Regions from separate parts of the Rattus norvegicus genome. Here region 1 is linked to region 2. The links are chromatin contacts, called in public Hi-C maps. All regions are on one chromosome and are shown on one strand. Each heading gives the region's core, a stretch centred on a gene start, on an enhancer-like site or on the middle of the called end of the contact. The rest is flanking DNA. Distances are from core to core; before and after follow the strand shown.

Region 1 (3,839 bases), core at 929-3,428, 70 kb before region 2:
ACACATACACACATGAGGGGGGCAGAGAGGCAGACACATAAACACACACACACACACACACAGATATACACACAAAGTCAAAATATCCTGGTTTTTAAATAACGAAGAATCTCCTAGTCGGAACACACGCACAGAGAGAGAACAAGAGGAGCCGTAACTGGCCTGGTGCTGGGGGCATTGGTCAAGGCTGCCATCACCCCAGAGATCAGAGGCTGTGGGAGGTGACCAGGGACATGCGTGGCTATGGGCTCAGGAGTCACCCTGGTGCTCTGGAGCGGTGACTGTGGCTATGAGGAGAAAGAGCAAACAGCTGGACCGGGGGCAAGGCCAGCTCTTCCAGAAACTTCTAAGCCAGAAATGGCCAAAGAAGCCACGTAGAGGCACACACTGGCGTTGTGTTTGTTTGTTTTTAATTTGATTTGCTGGCCAGCATTTAAAAATCAGGAGTTTTCACACATGACCTCAGACTTCTGGTTCCTCTTAATACGTGGAAAAATATGGGCGGTGTGCCGGCTCAGGGTGCCGCCCCCAGAGGAGTCTGTCCCCAGCTCCCCGCCTCAAGCGTGGTGTCTCCTCTCCTGGGCCAGAGGTGTTTGCAAGGTGGCTCTCCTAGTGAGCCTCACTGTGGAGGACGCTGGCAGCAGCCCGGAGATCCAGATAACTTCCCCCAAATCGAGGTGACAGCCAGAGCCTCCCCCAGGAGCCCACCCTGTCCCCAGGAGCTGCTGACCCTGGGCCAGGCCCTGGGTCAGGGAAGGCCCCGTCCTGTTTAGGTTTTGTGGTCTCGTGAGTAACGAGTGGAAAAAAACAAGGTCGAAAAGATAACAATTACGACGAAATTAAATCAAATCAGGCCCGTGACTCATTTATGGAGCCGTAAAAACAGAAAACAAAAACAAGCTGGTTCTAGAGAAGTGAGGGAGGCCGGCAGGCAGCAGACAGAGGAGACAGAGGGAGGGCTGCAGGGCAACCACCGCTGAGGGGCTCTGTGGGGCCATGGAGACTTGGGGGACTCGACCCCTACAGCCAGGGAACCGGCCTCAGATCCGGCTGGGGACCTCAGAACCCGCAGGACTGACCTTGTCCTCCAAGTATCTCCAGCAAGAAAACTAAGACAAGGAGTATGGGGTGATGAGCCCAAGCCACCAGACAGCCATGATGGCACCTGTCATCACAGCCTGCCACAGGCTCCAGAAAGCCAGCGTCAAGACTAGGATGTCTCATAAGCAGCAAAGGACCCCAAGAGGTCAGGCCTGAGACGCAGCCCCTCTGCCCAGTGAGGATCGGTTTGTTCCCATTTGGCAGGAATGGGGTCCCTCTTATGATTTCTTAGAAAGCACCAGGAGTTGGTGGCCCTGAGCAGGAAGCCCTGAAGTTTGGCTCTCTCCTCCCAGAAGCTTTAGCCTTGGTCCTAGAGCTGCCCTCAGCCTGGATGCCCCAGAGGTCGTCCTGACCCAGAACCAGACTGGAGGGGCAGTAGGAACTGGGAGAGGCAGTGGCTGGGGAGGGTTAGCTTGGAAGAGCTGGACTCAGGGAATCCTGGGAAGGGGCTGTGGAAATCTCTCCCACCACAGGGCGCTGGGCGAGCTTCCCGGGACTCGTGAGGAGCTAAGTGCCTTCCATTCATTCCTTGATTCATTCTCCAGCTCTTATTGACAAGTTTCTTGTGCTCTGTCTTTCAAGAGTGCAGGGGACCCAACAGTGAGCAAGAAGGGCCAAAATGGAGCTGGCCCTGGGGGCACGGACATACCAGCAAAGTCACCAAGCCTGCAGCGGTGGTTAGAGTTACAGAGATACATAGAACAAGAAGGGAGTGCAGGCCAGGGTGCAGGGACTCTTTTGGGGAAAGGGCTTCCAGGCAGACAAAATAGTGCATGCAAAGGTCCTGAGGTGGACTATACCCACATTTCTGAAGAATGGCCACACTGCCTGAGGGGCAGAAGAAAAGCACCTCTCCCAGCACTCAGCAGGGAGGCTATCTTCACTGCCAGAAGAGGAACTCTGGGCTCAGAGAGGGGAAGTGACTTGCCCAGAGTCACACAGCCAGGAAATGTCAGGCTATGCAGGGGTGTGCTCATGCTGACTGGGGCCCTGTGCATATAACCAGGACACATGGTCCAGGGGTGGCTCCCAGAGACTGTGTCACCCGCCTAGGTCACAGCCGTGGGTGGTATGATTGTGCAATCCTGAGCCCTGTAGGGAACCAGGCCAGGGCAAAGGCTGGGCTAAAAGAGCCTGGCCCCACCCTAAGCTCTGCCCTGCCTTCTCTCTGTCTCCCAGGCCCTACAAGATCTAGAAGTCACCAAGTCACCAGGTGACCGAGAATCTAGAAAGCTCATTCAGACTGAGGTGTGAGTGACTGCTCACACACACCACACACACCACACACACACACACGCACACATATAACACATACATACACGCATACACACACAACACACATACACATATATAACACATGCATACACACATACACACATATACAACACATACACATACATACACACATAGGACACACACACATATAACACACACACAAATACACACAAATACACACACATACACACATACATACAGATTCACATACACACACATAGAACACATACACGCATACACACATACAACACATACACATGCATACACACATAGGACACACACACACATACAACACATACACACACAAATACACACACATACACACACATACACACATACATACAGATTCACATACATACACATAGAACACACACACACATACACACAAATACACACACATACACACATACATACAGATTCACATACACACACATAGAACACATACACACATACACATATAACATACACACACACACACACACACACACACACACACACCCTCTTCTCCATGCTCCTGGCACAGAGGCAACTTCTAGGCCTTCACTTTTTATTTGTCAAATGACGATTCACTTAGGCGGCCTCCAACAGCTGTTGTAGATTCCTGGGTCAAGAGAGAGAGAGAGAGACACAGCTTCCTGAGGTCACTCCCAGAGGCCCCGACCCGCTCTCCCCGTCTGGCTGCACAGTGCCCACCACATCCACATGGCACTCCAGACCTTTGCATCCCCATCCGCTCTCTGGGACTCCTGTGCCCTCAGAGGAAATCTTGGCTTCACAGTGGGACGCAGTAGCAGGGAACACGGGATAGAAGGGGTTAAGCAGTGGCATTGGCAGAGACCTTAGAAAGAGCAAAGCCCCCTGTGAACACACTGAAGACATGGGCTCTGACAAGGACAGAGACTGTGCAAAGGCCCTGAGGTTCATGCAGAGCAGCAAGGAGGCCATTGAAGGGTTGGTGGTGACTGGTGACCACCAAGGAGCAGGAATACTGAAGGCCAGGCCAGGTGAAAACTGTGCGGTGGGAGGCGGGGTATGTGGGACACAGACAGGTTGTGGATGAGTCTGAAAGGTCCAAACTGACAAGCCATCAGATATATGACAAGTGAGAATGGGGGCCATTAACATAGAGGGAGACCTGGAGGTTGGGGGCTACCTCAAGACCACCCTAAGCTCATAGCTCCTGCTGCTTACCCTGGTGGAGGGAAGGGCTGGATATCTGTAAAGCATAGCAGCATAGCAGCCCTCTTCTGCAAGAGCCTGGGGGCAGCTGTCCACCTCCCCCTGACCCCCAGGGGCTCACCCAGCAGCAGAAGACGTTGAGAAGGCGCGGGAGTCTTGGACAGGTCCAATGGTGCCTGCAGCACAGGGTCCCAGTTATCAAAGGTGCTATTTCCCAACACTGATGGGTCCTGGGGCCACTGAGAAAGGGCCAGCAGCTAATTAGAAGCCCCAGGCTTGCTCTC
Region 2 (3,993 bases), core at 1,175-3,674:
TTAGGCCTTTGGCAAACTGTTGTGACCCGTTACCCAGAATTCTTCACAGCAGGGTGCTCACAGGGACCTGAGGGCCACAAGCTATCCACATCCATAAAGCAAAGGGCACTTAGTGTCTACCTTCCATGAGGCTTGAAGGAGATGCAGGCAGGCCCAGGGCTTGCAGAATGCTGGCCCTGGGCAGGCGCTCCACACTCACAGTCAAATGCCAGGAGCCTCCCATCAAAAATAATAACAAGAACAAACGCTTATGTAACAGTTCTGGCGTGCCAGGCACGGCGGGACACAGCACATCCACTACTCCTTGGACACCCCCGTCTCTCACTAATGCGGCCCGGCTGCAGCAAAGCTGTGAGTGGTGGCCCTGCATTCAAGTCCTGGCTCAGCCACCTTGAGCACGTAAGGGAGGCCCCTAGGCCCTTCTGGGCAGAGAAGTAGTGAGAAAGGGAAAGTGGAGAAGGAACTGTCTGTCCCCTTCGCCCTCCTCTTGGCCCAGTCTCTCTTCCAGCTACACAGGGACATAGAAACCAAACAGACATGGGATGGGGTGGGGGGGGCGCTACACACCACCAAACACACAGTACTTTGAACACAGTGCTCACCTCCCTGATCCGGCTGTCTGGACTAGCCCTTCCTACATAGTCACTGCCTGCCTAGTCAACACAAGCCTGATACTCAAACCAAGCCCAGAGGGCGGCCCGTCCCAAGCAGGGTTTCTAGCAAGGTCCCCGGCACCCATGGGTGCTGAGTCACCCTGAATTCCTGACCCGGCACTCTGCCCCCTCTCCTGGGGGGAGGGGCTGGCATCCCATCTGCCAGGGGAGGAGAAAAACCCAGATGCGACACCCCCACCCACCACCACACACAACCCAAAAATAACCCGCAGCCCCCTACACACCAGAAACACAAAAAACAAAATCTCGCATAAATCCAAAGTCAGGAGGGAAGAAAAAAAATTTTTTTTCAAAAGCCAACTACTGCCCCCAAAAGGCTTTTTAAACATTCTCCAAAAAAGTTTATTAAAATGTCTTCACTTTAATGCTCGAAACGGAAAAGGTTCTCAAAATATACATACGCCTCTTTTCTCATAGAAATAGAACTTTTTTATATAATACAAAAAAATAATAAGACCAAAAAAAAAACAAAAAACAAAAAACAAAAACAAAAACATCAACAGCAACAACCCCGCAGGAACATCTTTAAGTGATTACTCAGGGCCCGGCTGACAGTTACACGTGTGTTGCGTCAGTCCCGTGTCCACACGCGCTCAGCCACGTTTGATCCGGATTGCATCAAGTCCCGAAACCCGGTGCGCGGTGCAGGTGCGTGCGCGCGGTGCCCACGGTGTCCCCTCGGTGCAGGTGCAGGTGCGCGCGGTGCACGCACGGTGCCCCGGGCGCGCGCGGGGACGGAGCGCGCGGGGCAGGGCGCACGGTGCCCAGGGTGGCCGCGGCGCCCCCACGCCACCCCCGCCGGGCTAGCAGTGACCCGCCGAGGCCAGCAGCGGCTCGGGCAGCTGCTTGAACAAGTTCCGCAGCGTGCTGAGCTCTCGCGACAGCTGCTCCACCTTCTTCTGCAGCCGCTCGTTCTCCGCCGTCAGCTCCAGCACCTTGTGCTGCGTCTCCAGGTTGCGCATCTTGGCCTTGTCGCGGCTCTTGCGCACCGCGATGTTGTTGCGCTCGCGCCGCATCTTGTACTCGTCGCTCAGCTTGTCCACCGCCTTCTTGGCCTTGGCCTTGGCGGGCGCGGCCGGCGGCCCCGCGAAGCAGGCGGCGGGCGCGGCCTTGGCGTCGGCGGGGCTCGGCGTCCCGGGCGGGCTGGACGACGACGACGTGGACAGGCTGCCGCTGCTGCCGCTCGGCGTCGCCTGGTAGCCCAGGTAGGCGCGCAGGGCGAACGGGAAGCCGGCCGCCATGGCGGGCGCGTCGTCCGCGCGCTTGCAGTCCGCGGGTTCGAAGCCCGGCTCGGCCTTGAGTGCGGCGGGAGGCGGCGGCGGGAAGCAGGCGGGCGGTGCGGCCTTGGCGCCCGCGCGGCCGAGGCTCACGTAACCGTAGTCGGACGGCTTCTTGCTCGGCTTGGCGCCGTAGTCGTCGGCGAAGAGGTCGGAAAGGAAGTCGTGGTGCGCGGGCGCGGGCGCGGCGAAGTCCGCGGCGGCGGGCGCGAGCGGCTCCAGGTAGGGGCTGAAGTCGATGGCGCGCTCGTGCTCGCCGATGGCCGGCTCGGCGGCGGGGGCGCGCGGCGCGGCGCGGGCCGCCTTGGCCCCGTAGGCCAGGCAGTCGGGCTCGTAGTAGAAGTTGGCCACTTCCATGGGTCTAAAGGCGGCGGGCGGCGGCGGGAGGCATGCTGCGTCCCAGGCCAGCAGGCGGTGCATGAACGCGGGGCCCGCGGGCTCCGCTGCGTCCCGGTCCCGTGCGCGGCTCGGACTCGGCTCGGCGGCGGCCGAGCGGGAGGTTTATAAGGCGGCGCCTGGCAACGGGCTGCGTCACGCCGGGGCCCCTCCCGCCGCCCCGCCGCCGGGTCGGTGCGCGTCATTGCCCGGCCGCGGGAGCGCGAGAGGGCGCGGCGGGGAGTGGGGAGCGGCGGGGGTCCGCGCGCGGGATACTGAGCGGTGTCCTGGGCGCCCCGCCAGCCCCGCGATCGCCACGGACGCGGGTGACGCTAGCCCGCCCCCTTCCCGCCCCTCGGGAACACTGAGGAGCGCTGCCGCCGCCCGCCCCCTGCTGGAGGACGCGGTGACTGGTCCGGCTCCTGTCCGCTCTCCCGGGCCCCCAACTTCTGGGAAACAGATCAGTCCACCCGGTGCACGACCCCAACCGTCGGATCCCGCCCGCTGTCCCCGGTCCCCAACTCCCTGGAAACAGCCTTCCACCCGGTGCATGTCCGCCCACCCAGGTGCTGCCCACGCCTCTGAGACCCCAACTCCTGGAAGCAGAACTCTCCACCCTGTGCACGCCCACCCCGGGGATGCTTACTGTCCCCGGATCCCAACCCTCAACCCTTTGTATGGCCCGCCCACCGCACCAGCCTACTCCACTCCCCACGCCTCTCCGCGAAGGTGGCAAGGGTGGGGGTTCTGCCACACTGTGTCTGTGGGTGAGTCACTTTGCTCCTCTGAGTTTCCTCCGTGGACAGTGTTGGTATTGTCGGTAGTGGTGTCCGGGTATCAGAGACAAATGGACCCCAAGAAAGACCCGCACAGCCCTCCCCGGAGGCTGCAGCTCCTCAGGTGGTTGCGGTGGGAACATGGCAGACCCAAGTCCAGTCGTAAGGACGCAACGGTCACCCGGAGAGCTGGAAAAACAAACTCTCCATGCACTTGAATGGGCACCAGGTTGGACCACCAGCCTCTCCCCGGTGAGACTCTTCCGAGAAGGCCCAGGACAACTTTGGGGGCCCACTCTTCTGCCACTCCCAGCCGGGCCACTCAAGCGGGAGCTGCCAACCTGCCTGGGGCTGACCCCCGACCCATTGACCCCAGGCCTGGCCCCGGCAAGCTGGCGGGGTGTTGCTCAACCTTCGGTGTTATCTGCTGAGCTGGGGTGACCTCCGCCCCCAAGAGCTGGAGAAATGACATCTCCCTGTGCCCTTGGGGGTGGGGGGCAGGGAGGGAAAGGATAAGACACTAGCCCTGCCTGCGGCTTTCTGGCCTTCCCAGCAGCCTCTGGGCCAGGAAGGGATCAGGGCCCAGAGAGGCGTGGTGACATCCCCAGGGCCACCCAGCCAGGCCTGGCTATAAAGTGGGACATTGGGGCTTCACTGACAGGCCTTCCCTCATCCAACACTGGTGACTGTTCTTTCTGCCTCTAGGCCACCATTCACACCATTGCCCTCCTTCCCTCAGTTTCCCCTCAGACTGGGCTCCAGAAAGGCAGTGCTCCCTATTCCCTCAACCCTGCTCCAGGAGTTCCCTGCTGGGGTCTCGGCTGAGCTTGCCTCCAGGAAGCCCTCCAAGATTTCCTGAGCCCCAAGCTCCCTAACACTCCTAACCTGAAA

Evidence for each region. Hi-C and Micro-C count contacts between places; a contact is called where the count stands out from the background.
Region 1: a Hi-C map of liver shows a contact between it and region 2, with 4 times the contacts expected there. The contact joins the enhancer-like site here to the promoter of Cebpb in region 2. A contact is called at or near these places in 7 of 12 Hi-C or Micro-C datasets (Schwann cells, hepatocytes, kidney and 2 more).

Annotation. Positions count from the first base shown.
Region 1 is chr3:176,885,195-176,889,033 of GRCr8, reverse strand. No RefSeq gene overlaps it. Among named protein-coding and RNA genes, the nearest start is that of Cebpb, 70 kb to the right of the region's middle. Within about 2 kb of position 2,178, at least 22 of the 93 cell types and tissues checked have an H3K27ac peak or open chromatin away from gene starts, as enhancers often do. A contact at or near this core is called in Schwann cells, hepatocytes and liver, where this site is marked.
Region 2 is chr3:176,815,436-176,819,428 of GRCr8, reverse strand. Cebpb (CCAAT/enhancer binding protein beta) reads right to left here and starts at 2,424. Exons shown (of 1, transcript NM_024125.5): 1 at 993-2,424. The coding sequence starts at 2,371. The coding sequence ends at 1,478.